Regions from separate parts of the Sus scrofa genome. Here regions 2, 3 and 4 are each linked to region 1. Evidence: chromatin contacts called from public Hi-C and HiChIP or PLAC-seq data. All regions are on one chromosome and are shown on one strand. The core of a region is the stretch at or near the end of the contact, and the rest is flanking DNA. Distances in the headings are between cores, read along the strand shown.

Evidence for each region. A called contact is a pair of places that touch in the nucleus more often than the background predicts. HiChIP or PLAC-seq counts read pairs in DNA pulled down with a chosen protein or histone mark.
Region 2: a contact with region 1 is called in an H3K27ac HiChIP or PLAC-seq map of alveolar macrophages. The contact joins the promoter of CLIC2 here to the promoter of FUNDC2 in region 1. A contact is called at or near these places in 1 of 5 promoter capture datasets (liver) and 2 of 2 datasets of contacts at active chromatin or transcription factors (alveolar macrophages and skeletal muscle).
Region 3: a Hi-C map of liver shows a contact between it and region 1, with 3 times the contacts expected there. The contact joins the promoter of DKC1 here to the promoter of FUNDC2 in region 1. A contact is called at or near these places in 2 of 47 Hi-C or Micro-C datasets (liver and skeletal muscle) and 1 of 2 datasets of contacts at active chromatin or transcription factors (alveolar macrophages).
Region 4: a contact with region 1 is called in an H3K27ac HiChIP or PLAC-seq map of alveolar macrophages. The contact joins the promoter of VBP1 here to the promoter of FUNDC2 in region 1. A contact is called at or near these places in 1 of 5 promoter capture datasets (liver) and 2 of 2 datasets of contacts at active chromatin or transcription factors (alveolar macrophages and skeletal muscle).

What each region holds. Positions count from the first base shown.
Region 1 is chrX:125,352,708-125,355,364 of Sscrofa11.1, reverse strand. It overlaps FUNDC2 (FUN14 domain containing 2), which reads right to left and starts at 1,333. Exons shown (of 5, transcript NM_213743.1): 1 at 1,201-1,333. The coding sequence starts at 1,333.
Region 2 is chrX:125,558,722-125,561,378 of Sscrofa11.1, reverse strand. CLIC2 (chloride intracellular channel 2) reads left to right here and starts at 1,320. Exons shown (of 6, transcript NM_001244428.1): 1 at 1,320-1,435. The coding sequence starts at 1,379. LOC100620916 (histone H2A-Bbd type 2/3-like) reads right to left here and starts at 1,018. Exons shown (of 5, transcript XR_002340766.1): 1 at 222-1,018.
Region 3 is chrX:125,217,608-125,220,264 of Sscrofa11.1, reverse strand. DKC1 (dyskerin pseudouridine synthase 1) reads right to left here and starts at 1,337. Exons shown (of 15, transcript NM_001142668.1): 1 at 1,310-1,337; 2 at 596-666; 3 at 78-164. The coding sequence starts at 1,325.
Region 4 is chrX:125,484,013-125,486,669 of Sscrofa11.1, reverse strand. VBP1 (VHL binding protein 1) reads right to left here and starts at 1,313. Exons shown (of 6, transcript NM_001244980.1): 1 at 1,211-1,313. The coding sequence starts at 1,303.

The DNA.
Region 1 (2,657 bases), core at 84-2,583:
CTCAGTGGGTTATGGATCTAGCGCTGCAGTGAGCTGCGATGTAGGTCGCAGACGTGGCTTGGATCCTGCATTTGCTGTGGCCGTGGTGTAGGCCGGCGGCTACAGCCCCCATTGGACCTCTAGCCCGTAAACTTCCATATGCTGCGGTTGCGTCCCCAAAATGACAAAAAAAAAAAAATTTCTCCTAACAATTTCTGAGGTGTAAATATCTGATCAACCTATACGTTTTACCTAACTGAAGTCAGTCTGCTCTGCAGGAAAATAATTACATTGCACATTTCAACACCTTAGAGTCACCTGAATCCAGCGGTGTCCAGGTAAATGTTTACCAACCACGCTGGGGTGGGAGAAGGGCTGTTTAGTAGTCTATACCAATTTCGAGGTTGTATCTCTCACCCTGAGCGTGACATCACTAAATTGTGACATCGCTGAACGCAGAGTTGGGAAGAGAGCGAGTGTACGATGCTGTTATTTCCACCACAACGAACAGATTAAATAACCTCAAGAGCAAAACATGGCAAATAATAAGGAAGTAGAGTTTTGATAATTTTCACTTTGTTTTTAACATAAGTTATGTAATCCTAAATTATATAATTGAGTTTTCGATGACGGCTCTGTTTAGCAATCAGACCTTGTGAGCCGGGTACCGAAGTGAATGTAATCTGAAGCATTCGGCGAAGTGGGATAAGCAGCACGACAGGAAGCCGTGCGTCGCATCACAGGGACTCTGACTAAGCGGACCAAACAAAAGACGATGCGAAGTACCGCACCATGTGGACGACTCTTTCAAACCCATCGCAAGCGCAAGCAGAGGCGCCTTGCATAAGAAAGACGCTGGCCAGATGTTTGAGAAGACAGTCCAAAGGGACAAAGCTGTCTTAGTCTCAAGGTGCCGGACTGCTTCCGAAAACAGGAACAAAATGTCTCCGCGCCCAGGCTGCCGTGGGCGGTGCCGGAAGGCTGGGCGAGCCCGACTGGAGACCACACCCCGGAGCAGTTCGGCTCCAGCCGGGGAAGTGACCTTGGCCGGACCTTGGGGGCAGCTGGGCTAGGGACGAGCCCCGGGCGCCCTACCCGCCCCGGCGCCGCTCAGGTTCCCAGGGGAGCTCTGCCGGGACTAGTGGGCGCGGAGCCCTTCCCCTTCCGGAGCCCGGGAAGGCGGCTCCTTGCGGCGCCGAAAGCGCGCGCGCCCTCCCTTACCTTGACTGGCTGCGGCCATTTCGGCGAGCTGGTCTCGCGATGACACCCGCAGGGGCTCCGCGCGGCAGGACGCAAAGTACCGCGCCGCCGTCGGCGCCGGCTGGCTTCCGGCACGTGGGGAAGATGTTTCCATTCCCACGGCGGCGGCGGAAGAGGGCGGGCCGCCTACGGGGCGGCCCCGCCCCTTGCCCGCGCGCAGCCGCGTCACAAGACTCAGCGGGCGGCGTCACAACCCCCCCTCCCGGCAGCCCCGCTGGGACGCGCGTGCGCAGAGAGCCTCCCTGGACGGAGCTGCTGGCCTCCGTGTGCGGGGTTTGCCGGCTTTTGCCTCCAAGGCAGGTCTTCGGCCGCGGCCAGCGGACACCCTCTAACTAGCAAAGACTGTCTTACTCCTTACTTTACTAAAAATAAAGAAAGCTGACGTGTTTGTTTGTTCCTACAAACATTGATCAAATATCACTGCCTGGTACGTGTTCTACTAGAAGAGGACATTTAAAAAATGTAGCGATCGCAATAACCACGGAGAGTACTAAGAAAGAAAGAGCTTAGGACGGTTCTCAGAGCTTTCTTTCTGAAAGGCTCTTCCCGGGTTAAAATGCTCAGTTTGGCTTGAATAAAATTTTCCATTTCTTATAAAAAAAAAAAAAAGAGCTTGCTTGCCGGCGGCTGCCCGCCCACCGCTAAACTACACCTCTAGCTGCTGCTCCACCCCAGTTCGTGGCAACTTCACCATCCCCAAAATCTCGCTGTTATTCTGAACGGCTCTCTCCCAATCTCTCTCTCTCAGCCCGCAAATGCAATTCCTTAGTAACCAGCATCAGGGCCAGCTTCAGCTTCACAGTGAATCCAGCCATTTTCACCCCTCCACTGCTACCGTCCTAGTCCCAAATCGCTGCTAGGATTCTCCGTTAACAGGTCGACCTGCTCCGACACTCCCACTGCTGAAGTCTATTCTCTCAGATGTGTCCAGAAAGCTCAGGACCCTCCTCTAACTCAGAACTCTTCCGTGGCTCCCCACAGCCCTCAAGGTAGAAGGCAGAAGCCTTTGCTGAGACATCACCTTCTCAGTGAGACTTTGCATGACGATCCTCATTTAAAATTGCAACTGGAGTTCCCTTTGTGGCTCAAAGGAAACCTACCCGACTAGTATCCACGAGTACGGGGTTCGAACCCTGGCCTCGCTCAGTGGGTTAAAGATCCGGTATTGCCATGAGCTGTGGTGTAGGTCGCAGAAGTGGCTGGGATCTGGTGTTGCTGTAGCTGTGGTGTAGGCCTGCAGCTGTAGCTCGGATTCGACCCCTAGCCTGGGAACTTCCATATGCGGTAAGTGTGGCCCTAAAAAGCAAAAAAATAAAATAAAATTGCAACCTGGTACACCCCTCCTTTCCCTTCCTTCTACTTTTGTTCCTCTTGTGCAGAGCCCTTATTTGCATCTAACACACATAAGTTACTCAAGT
Region 2 (2,657 bases), core at 71-2,570, 210 kb before region 1:
GCATCTTGGCACAGCGTGAGCATCCATTGATTGTCTTTGGAGTGAAAGAATGAATGAACAGAGTAAAAACATGGCCAAGGCATTCACCGGGTCCTGCCAAACAAACAGCCAGGCCCACGCTCACCCGCAAGGTCAGCTCAGCAGACGTCGATCCGAATGTCCCTCTCACTCTGCCGACCATCTGGGAAATCATCGGGCCCCACACCTCGAAGAGCACTCACCTTCCTTCCCATCGGCAGCCACTCCTTGCCTAAAGCCTGCAGGTGTGGCACGGACCAGGTTTTGCCCGGAGCCTCCCATCCGTAAATTCTTCACGTGCGGACGATGGCAGGTGCATCACGTACAGCCCACATGGGCACGGGGGACCTTTGGTGTCGTAGAAAGGGGGTCCCCAGGGCCCCCAACAACGAGCGGATCTATGTTCACTTTGGCTCCAGGCAGAAAGAGACTCTTCCTCTCAGAGGGGGGTTATTCCTCCAGGGCCCGCCTCCCGCCTTCTTCGTCCTGGCAGGCAGAAAGCACGGCTGCCAAAAACACTGCAGCCAGTGAGTGATCAATCTGGGTAGTTTACTGCTGTTCCCAGTGTTAACAAGCAGAGATACAAAACAGCTTGTGGTTCCTGGTACCGTTACCACAAGCAGGAAGTGATCCCTCCCGGTCCGCCCTTCCCAGAAATAGAGAGGTGGGACAAGCAAAGATGTCCCCAGACTCAACCAACACAGCAAACATTCCTTGATTATAAAAGAGAAGTGAAATTTGCAACCCAAAAGGGAAATCTGACCTTGTCAGCAGCAGAATTGAGGGGGCATGAAGTACACTCTTTTTAAACCACCTCTTAGACAGTGTCATTAGATAAACATCCTTTTCAATGTTAAAAACCCAAGCCATTTCTGGCCCTTTTCCTGGAAGAGCTTTTTGCTGCTGCCAGTTTACAAGAACAGCCTAAGAGGCCATTTTCTGGGCATGGAGCCCAGGCTTCAAAAGGAGGCCCTAGAGGCCATCTGGTCTGCTTGATATATTGGAATTTCATGTGTGTGTTTGTGTGTATGTGTTTTTCCTATGCTGAGTCATAGCATTGAAGCCTCTCTGGAAACACCCACACCCTTCTAGCCAGCCAGTTTATACACACCCCTCTAGCTCCTATTTGGTTCAAATGTTAGGTTAAGAGGAAGAAGGAAAACGAATTCAAGAGCTGCTCTCAAACATCTAGAATTTTCTGCACCCCACCTCTCGAAGAGAGACCAGCCCAGCTCTGACTCTTACAAACTGGACTTCCCTCTTAAAGCACAACTTTCATTTAAGCCTTTTGATAAAACGGGAAGAAAAGAATTTGTGTGCAGAAGGTGAGGGGCTGACGACTGGAAATAAAACCAGAAGGATGGCAGGTCCCAGGCCCAGCAGTCCAGCAGACCCTGAAATTGAGCTTTTTGTGAAGGTAAGTTTTCTAGCTATAATGACAGTATACAGAATGTATTCTTTATTAACCTTGAACCTCAGCTTCTTTTTTAAAACGTCAACGTTTCAACTAGAGAGAGGAAATAGTTTTATCATTATATACCTAGTCTGAGCCCTAGAAGAACACCTGAGTGTTCGGCTGCTCTTAAATGGTGATAGAAAAATATCCCATCTGCAAAATGCAAATTACGGTGGAAAGACAACTAGACTTGTTGGTCGTTCGAGCGACTAAATGTCCTTCTTCATGGCTTCCTGCGTGACCTCCGACAACCCCGTCCCCCTCTTCGTTTTTCCACTTTTCCAAAGAAGGAGCCTGACGAAATGATGCTTGCGGCCTTTCCAAGCTCTCACCGTTGTGTTTCGTGTTTCGTGCGGACTGAATGTGGGAGGCGAGGGCCGAGAGTGGCCTGAGGGCCTCCGCTCCACACGCAGTCCAAACGCAGCTTTCTGAAGCTCGCCCACGCCGGACGAACATTGCAGCAGGTCCCTTGGCCACACAGGGAAAATCCAGGACTTGCGTGCCTGTTGCATTTTGCCCGAGTCATTTGGTTGGTTTCTGGTTTGGGGTTTTAATGTCTTAACTTTTCAGAAAAGCCCTTTGGAAAACCCCCAAAGCAGGAGGAAGGAACATGTGTTTCTAAATTAGCTCATCGAGAAAAGAAATTTTTGTGTGGGTTACTCCAAATGGAAATTCGTTTCCTAAATCCTGGCCTATGTTAACCATTTTTCTCTGTATTTTCATGGACTGTTGGAAGTATTCAGAATGATGACCATAGCAAACTCTCATGTCGTGCGTGACCATTTTCTAAACACACATAGCATCTCATTTATTCCTAACGGCAATGTAGGAGACATGTTAATAGCAGTAAAGGAGTGTCGTCAGTAGCAGTGGTGGTGGCAGGACTCAAAATTGCCCTCATCGTTTCTAGATAACTAAGCGCAGGCAATAACGTCTAACTAACTTGCCTCTGAGACGACATTGCCTCTTGATGGCTTACCAACGCACCTTAAATAACGTGTGCTTACCAAACATGGGGTTAAACGTCATTGGCCAAGGTAATAACTTTACGATCATTTAAAAGTATTTAACAACTGGTCACATATATACACCAAGGATGTAATTAACCTACCTTTTCAAAACTATAGGAGCGACACTCTTGAATTCTCCAGAGCAAAATAGAATATTTTGCTGGACTCTGGGA
Region 3 (2,657 bases), core at 88-2,587, 140 kb after region 1:
TTCAAGTCTGTACCGGGAAGCTAAGTACGAAACTGAGAATGGTTAGAAGTGAGGCACCGACCTGACAGCATACGCACCTTTAGCAACAGGGGCCACTGAGATGTGTCCAACTGAGCCACTTTGGATTCAGGTTTGATGAGAAACTCTTCAGCATGCTGTATTTCCTGCCACAGGACAGAAACACAGCCTGTTAGACTTCCCACTTGATTCTGAACAATTCCATTCCTACCACACAAGTCTGTGCCTTTAAAATAAAAACCAAAGTAGCCTGTGCCTTCTCACCAGGACCTCCAAGGGAAAGCGGCTCAACAGCTCAGAAGGGTGAGTAAAGTGCCACCAAGATATGTGGCACAGGGTATGTGGGTGGGATAAGAAAGAGAATTTCAGGCAGAGCAGTTGGTGTGGCCAACACCCTTTAGCAAAGGCTACCTCTTTAGACAAAACGCTTAGGTTGGCTGGGGTTGTGCAGTTTCTACCCAACCACCACCCAATTCCAGCCCATTCTGCAGAAACCTTTAAAGAATTATCTTCTGTAACTGCTGTCTCAGTAACCTTTCTTTTTAGTAAAAGCGAAGTAAAAGAAATTCCTACTCACAGCCACATCTTCTTCTGGTAATGATTTCCGCTCCTTTTTCTTCTTATGCTTCTTCGGTAAAATAAGTACTTCTACAAAACACGCCAGGATTGGAGTTTTCCCAGAAAATAAAGACGACCAAGTTTAAGTCAGAGAAGGCCACCAGGGCAGGTAGGAAATGCACCGCAGGTGAGACGACGTGGGGGACCACATGCGCGGGCTGAACGCTCGGGTGACGACAGCACTGCACGTGTCGCCTCCCGGCCCGGCTCACCACGTGGCTGCGGCGGGGCTTAAACACGCCAGGGTGCGCGGCCCGCGGGCCCCTAACTTTCCTAAGTGACCGCGGATAATCCCCGAAGGCTAGTGGCTCCCACAACTTCCTTTCGACTTAGGGCTACGCGCTCGCCCGAGCCCCTCCGGCCTCTTGTCGGTCCGCGGCGTCCGACCTGGTGGCAGCGGACGCCTTTTGACGGCGACCCAGAGCCCTAAGGGGCCCTGGATCGCCGGCGGGAGACCCGGGCCGTGTGGCGTCAGGCACCGAGGGGCCCCTCGCTCTCCCGCCCTCACCCGTGGAGCCAAGGCCAAGAGACAAGGTCGACAGGAGGCCCGGCGGCTAGAGCTAGCAGAGCTCGGGCCTCGACGTTGTTCCCCGCACCACCGGCTCTCCCAGCGACGGACCTGGCCCCGGCCGGGGGGATTCAACCCGATCGCCCGGGGAAGAACGACACTTACCTTCCGCGTCCGCCATGTTGCCCGGCAGAGCGTGTGAGCCGCGTGGGCCACCCCCGAGGAAGCGACTACAGACTCCCGCCGCCGTCAGGCCGCGCCGCCAGGGCCCGCCCACCTGTGCGCCGCCCCGTGCGTGTCGTGCAGCGGGGCGGGGTGGGCGGGCTCGGGCTGGCGGGGCGGAGCCCGAAGCGCGCGCGAGACGGCCGCACGATCTCATTGGCGGAAACCCCGAGCCGCGGCTCTTGCGCGCGTGCGCCTTGGGCCTCCCCCACCCCCGTCCCGCCCTCGGCGGCTGGGTCTGGGAGCGCCTGCGCCGCCAGGCCCCGAGGCTGGGATCCTGTGGGCGTGGCCCCGGCGGCCAGTGGGCGTGGCCCCGGCGGCCAGTGGGCGTGGCCCCGGTGGCCGCCCGCTCGGCTCCGGGGCCTGGACCTCGGCGGAGCACCTAGGCTCCCCGCTGAGCGCTCTTTGCGTCCTCTCGCAGGCCCTTTAAGGTTGGTGCCGAATCAGCCTGGGTTAAGAAACGAAGACGTTGAGGCACTGAGAGCTGGAAAGTCACCCCGTCCAGCTAGAGCGGCACTAGCCAATAGAAGTGGAGTGCGAGCCACTTGTGGACTTTTAAATTTTCCAGCCGCCACTTGGAACAAAAGGAAAAGGAAAAAGGTTAAATTGGTTTTAATAGCAAACTTTTTTGAACTCAGTGATCCAAAATATTATCTTGTGCTTTTAGAAGGACCAAACTTGACTTCTGCAGTATTCGTTTAAGAAAGGCTAATCATGAGGAAACATCATGAATAATGCAACATTAGGCAAACCCAAACTGAGGGAGGCCTGCATTCTTAAAAAATATGTAGAGCATGAAAGACAAAGGTTCTAGATCTGTTCCAGATTAAAGAATAATAAAGAGGCATTGACAAATAAAAAATATATATATTATCATGTCTGTAAACCAGCTATAATGGAAAAATAAAAATCATTAAAGTAAAACTTAAAAAAAGGAAAAAAAATTATCGTGTCAACTTATGAGCAACAGACAACATTATGAATGGAATATTTTATAGGGCTTCTTTTCTGTACCAAGTCTTTCCCGCGTGTGTTTTACGCGTCTGGCAAGCCTCAGTTTGGACTCCACGACTGGGCTCCATGCGAAGTGCTCTAGAGGCACAGCTTGCTTGCGGCTGTGGAATCAGACAGCCAAGGAAGACGTGCCCCCAGGTTCAAGTGCTCTTCCCATATCACTGCTGCTCTTCTCACTGCTGTGTCTCTTAACTGGGAGTCCTTAACGGAGCCTGCGCAGACGCGACTGATCCCTAATTCTTTATTGTGATCGTAAATGGAATATGTACCATCTTTT
Region 4 (2,657 bases), core at 64-2,563, 130 kb before region 1:
TCAGTTTCATCATCTACAAAATGAGAATAACAGTACCTGCCGCCTAGGGTTTTGTAACAGCATGAGGAAAGTGGCTGGTATTTAAGAAATTGTATCTCTAGTTAACAACTAGGTGGGAAATGAGGGTAAAGAAATAAAACGGCACAGCTCAGGGAGAAAAGACAAAATAAAGAAAACAGTAGAAAACTGAATCGGCACATGCAAATATGCATAGTGTACCTTAAGAGTGGCCTAAATAAAAGAATAAATAAAATAAACGGGTCTTTTGAAGACTCTAAGATATGATTAACAAAAAGGTGGAGGAGATAAGGCAACAGAGGCACAAACCAAAAGGTCGAGAAACTTCCACAGAGATTTCATAGTTGTTCAGCCAGAAGTGAGTGGACAGAGACGGGTTATATTGGTCTGGAAGGGCAGTCAGGTCTTTTCTCATTATTGAAAGAGCTTTCAAATACTATTTCGAGAATTTTACGGAAGCGCAGGAGTGGAAGCGTCTACTTGCTTCTCTTTGTTTGGACTCGGGTTGGTCTCCCCATTCTGCGAAGCCTCCAAAATTGCATTCCCTGCTTCGCCTCTGAACTCCACCCGATTTATTCTCTACTAAGTTATTAGGACGACGTACCTACAAGCAAACAGGCTGTACAGTGGCCTTCTTTAGACACCCGCTGCCCACTGGCTAAAGCCTCCGTGCCTCAGCAGGACACACAAGGGCCTCACGTTCTCACCGACCCCACTTCCCCGCCACTCGGCTCCCCCAAGGCAACAGACCAGGTGCCATTTTCCTACTTCCACACCTTAGCCCCAGCTCTTCTGCCTACTCACTGCATCCTGTCACCATGTGTACACCGCTCCCTCCAGCATCTACGCTGAGTCTCCAGCTCCTCGCCGCCTCCCTTTCTCCAGGCGGCACGGGAGGAAATCCCGCGTGGGGCGGGGAGGAGGGGCTGATGGGGCCGCCCCGCCCCCGCTCCCGAGTCCTCCGGGCCCCACGCCACCTTATCTGCTGGGGCCTCCTCGGACCGCGTTGCCCGAGGGCGGGTCCCAACACAGCACAGGGCGTGCCGGCGCGGAGGTGGGAGAGGACGGAGCACTCTCTCAGGTCCTCCCGCTCAACTCCGTCCCCCAACGATCGAGGCCGGGGTCGGGGCCAGAAAGGAAACGGTCGCCCACCACACAGAGACAAGATACCGAGGACCGGCGTGCCTCTTACCACAAAAACGGCCTCAGGAATCCCTAGGTGGAGCCGCCGCCCGTTCCCTGCAGCCACTTCTCCCAAACCACAACCGTCCTTAGCGTCCGCCATCTTGGGGAAGCGAGCGCGCGACAAACTGCCTCTCGGGCTGCCAGCCGCCGGGGGACTGTGATTGGCCCGCTCACACCCGCAGGCCCGCCCCTCGCGTGTGAGTCTGCGCATTCATTGGCGCACAGGAAGCAGCCGCCCCTCTCCCTTCGGATGAAACTCCCGACCATTGGATGCTGATTGGCTGCGTACAGGTGAGTGACAGGCGCGGAAGGGCAGCTGAGGCGAACCTGGATCTGCAGCAAGGACCAATACCGAGTCCTGGGAAAAGGGGTTCCGGCGGTTTTGGGGGTGGGCGGGCTGGAGGACCCCGATGATCCCGTACCAAGCCGGGACATATCCCACTGCTATCCTAGAACAGGCAGCGCTCTCCAGAATAGCCTTCGCGAGGCGACACGATCCCTTTTGGAATACAAGCAAATCCGGAACCTAGACGTCGCCACTGGGCTTGGGTGTCCTTCTGGTCCCACCATCCTAGCGAGCTTCCTGACCCTTGAAGGGGACTTGCTTTATGCTTGCTTCCACAGGGAGCGGTGGCCTGATTCTAATAAATACCCTGTCCATTGCATCAAAATTTACCAAAAGCCACCTTTGATCAGCCTCTCACCACCCCTGCTCAAACGTTTTCAAAACTTCAGTGTACATGCAAAATCCTAAGAACTCTTCCAATGCTCCTAGGCCCAAGGACTTCCCCAACATCATCCACTGCTGCAACCGTTTGAAAGTAACTGCGTTATACAGGCCCAAGTAATTATTTTTCCATCTGTTTTCTGACATCTAACCACCATGTTTGCTCCTACGTTTGCTTGCACTCGAGTGCTTCACGGGGAAGCGGTGCTTCATCCACTCGTACGAAGCCTACCATAAGCCAGGCCCTTTCTGAATAAAGGATATGTCAGCTCCCTTACTTAGTGGGGACAAACATATAATAATAGCGATGGACATTTATTAAAAATGGCTATGTGCAAGTCACGGGGTCATGTTATTTAAACCCCTAGTTTGTAGACAACTAAAGGGACCCGAACAATCGGTAAGATAATATAATAAATGCTGTAACAGGCACATTTAGGGTAGGAAAGGAGCATTACCTAGGTCATATTTTAAAATGAGAATAACAAGGGTGTACTAACAAGGCTGCTGTAAAGATGAAATGAGATTATGTATGTAGAATACCTAATAAGGATCTTGCCACACAGTAGGGCCGAAGTAGTGAGGGAGGTGGGATGGAGGTTGGGTACGGGGGAGGGGCTGAAGGAAAGGGGAAGGGGGCGGGCAGAGGAGGACTGGGCTAGAGGAAAGAGTGGCGCTGGAAGGGTTTTAAAAAATAGCCGTTGCTGTAGAACTGGCGAGACTGAGG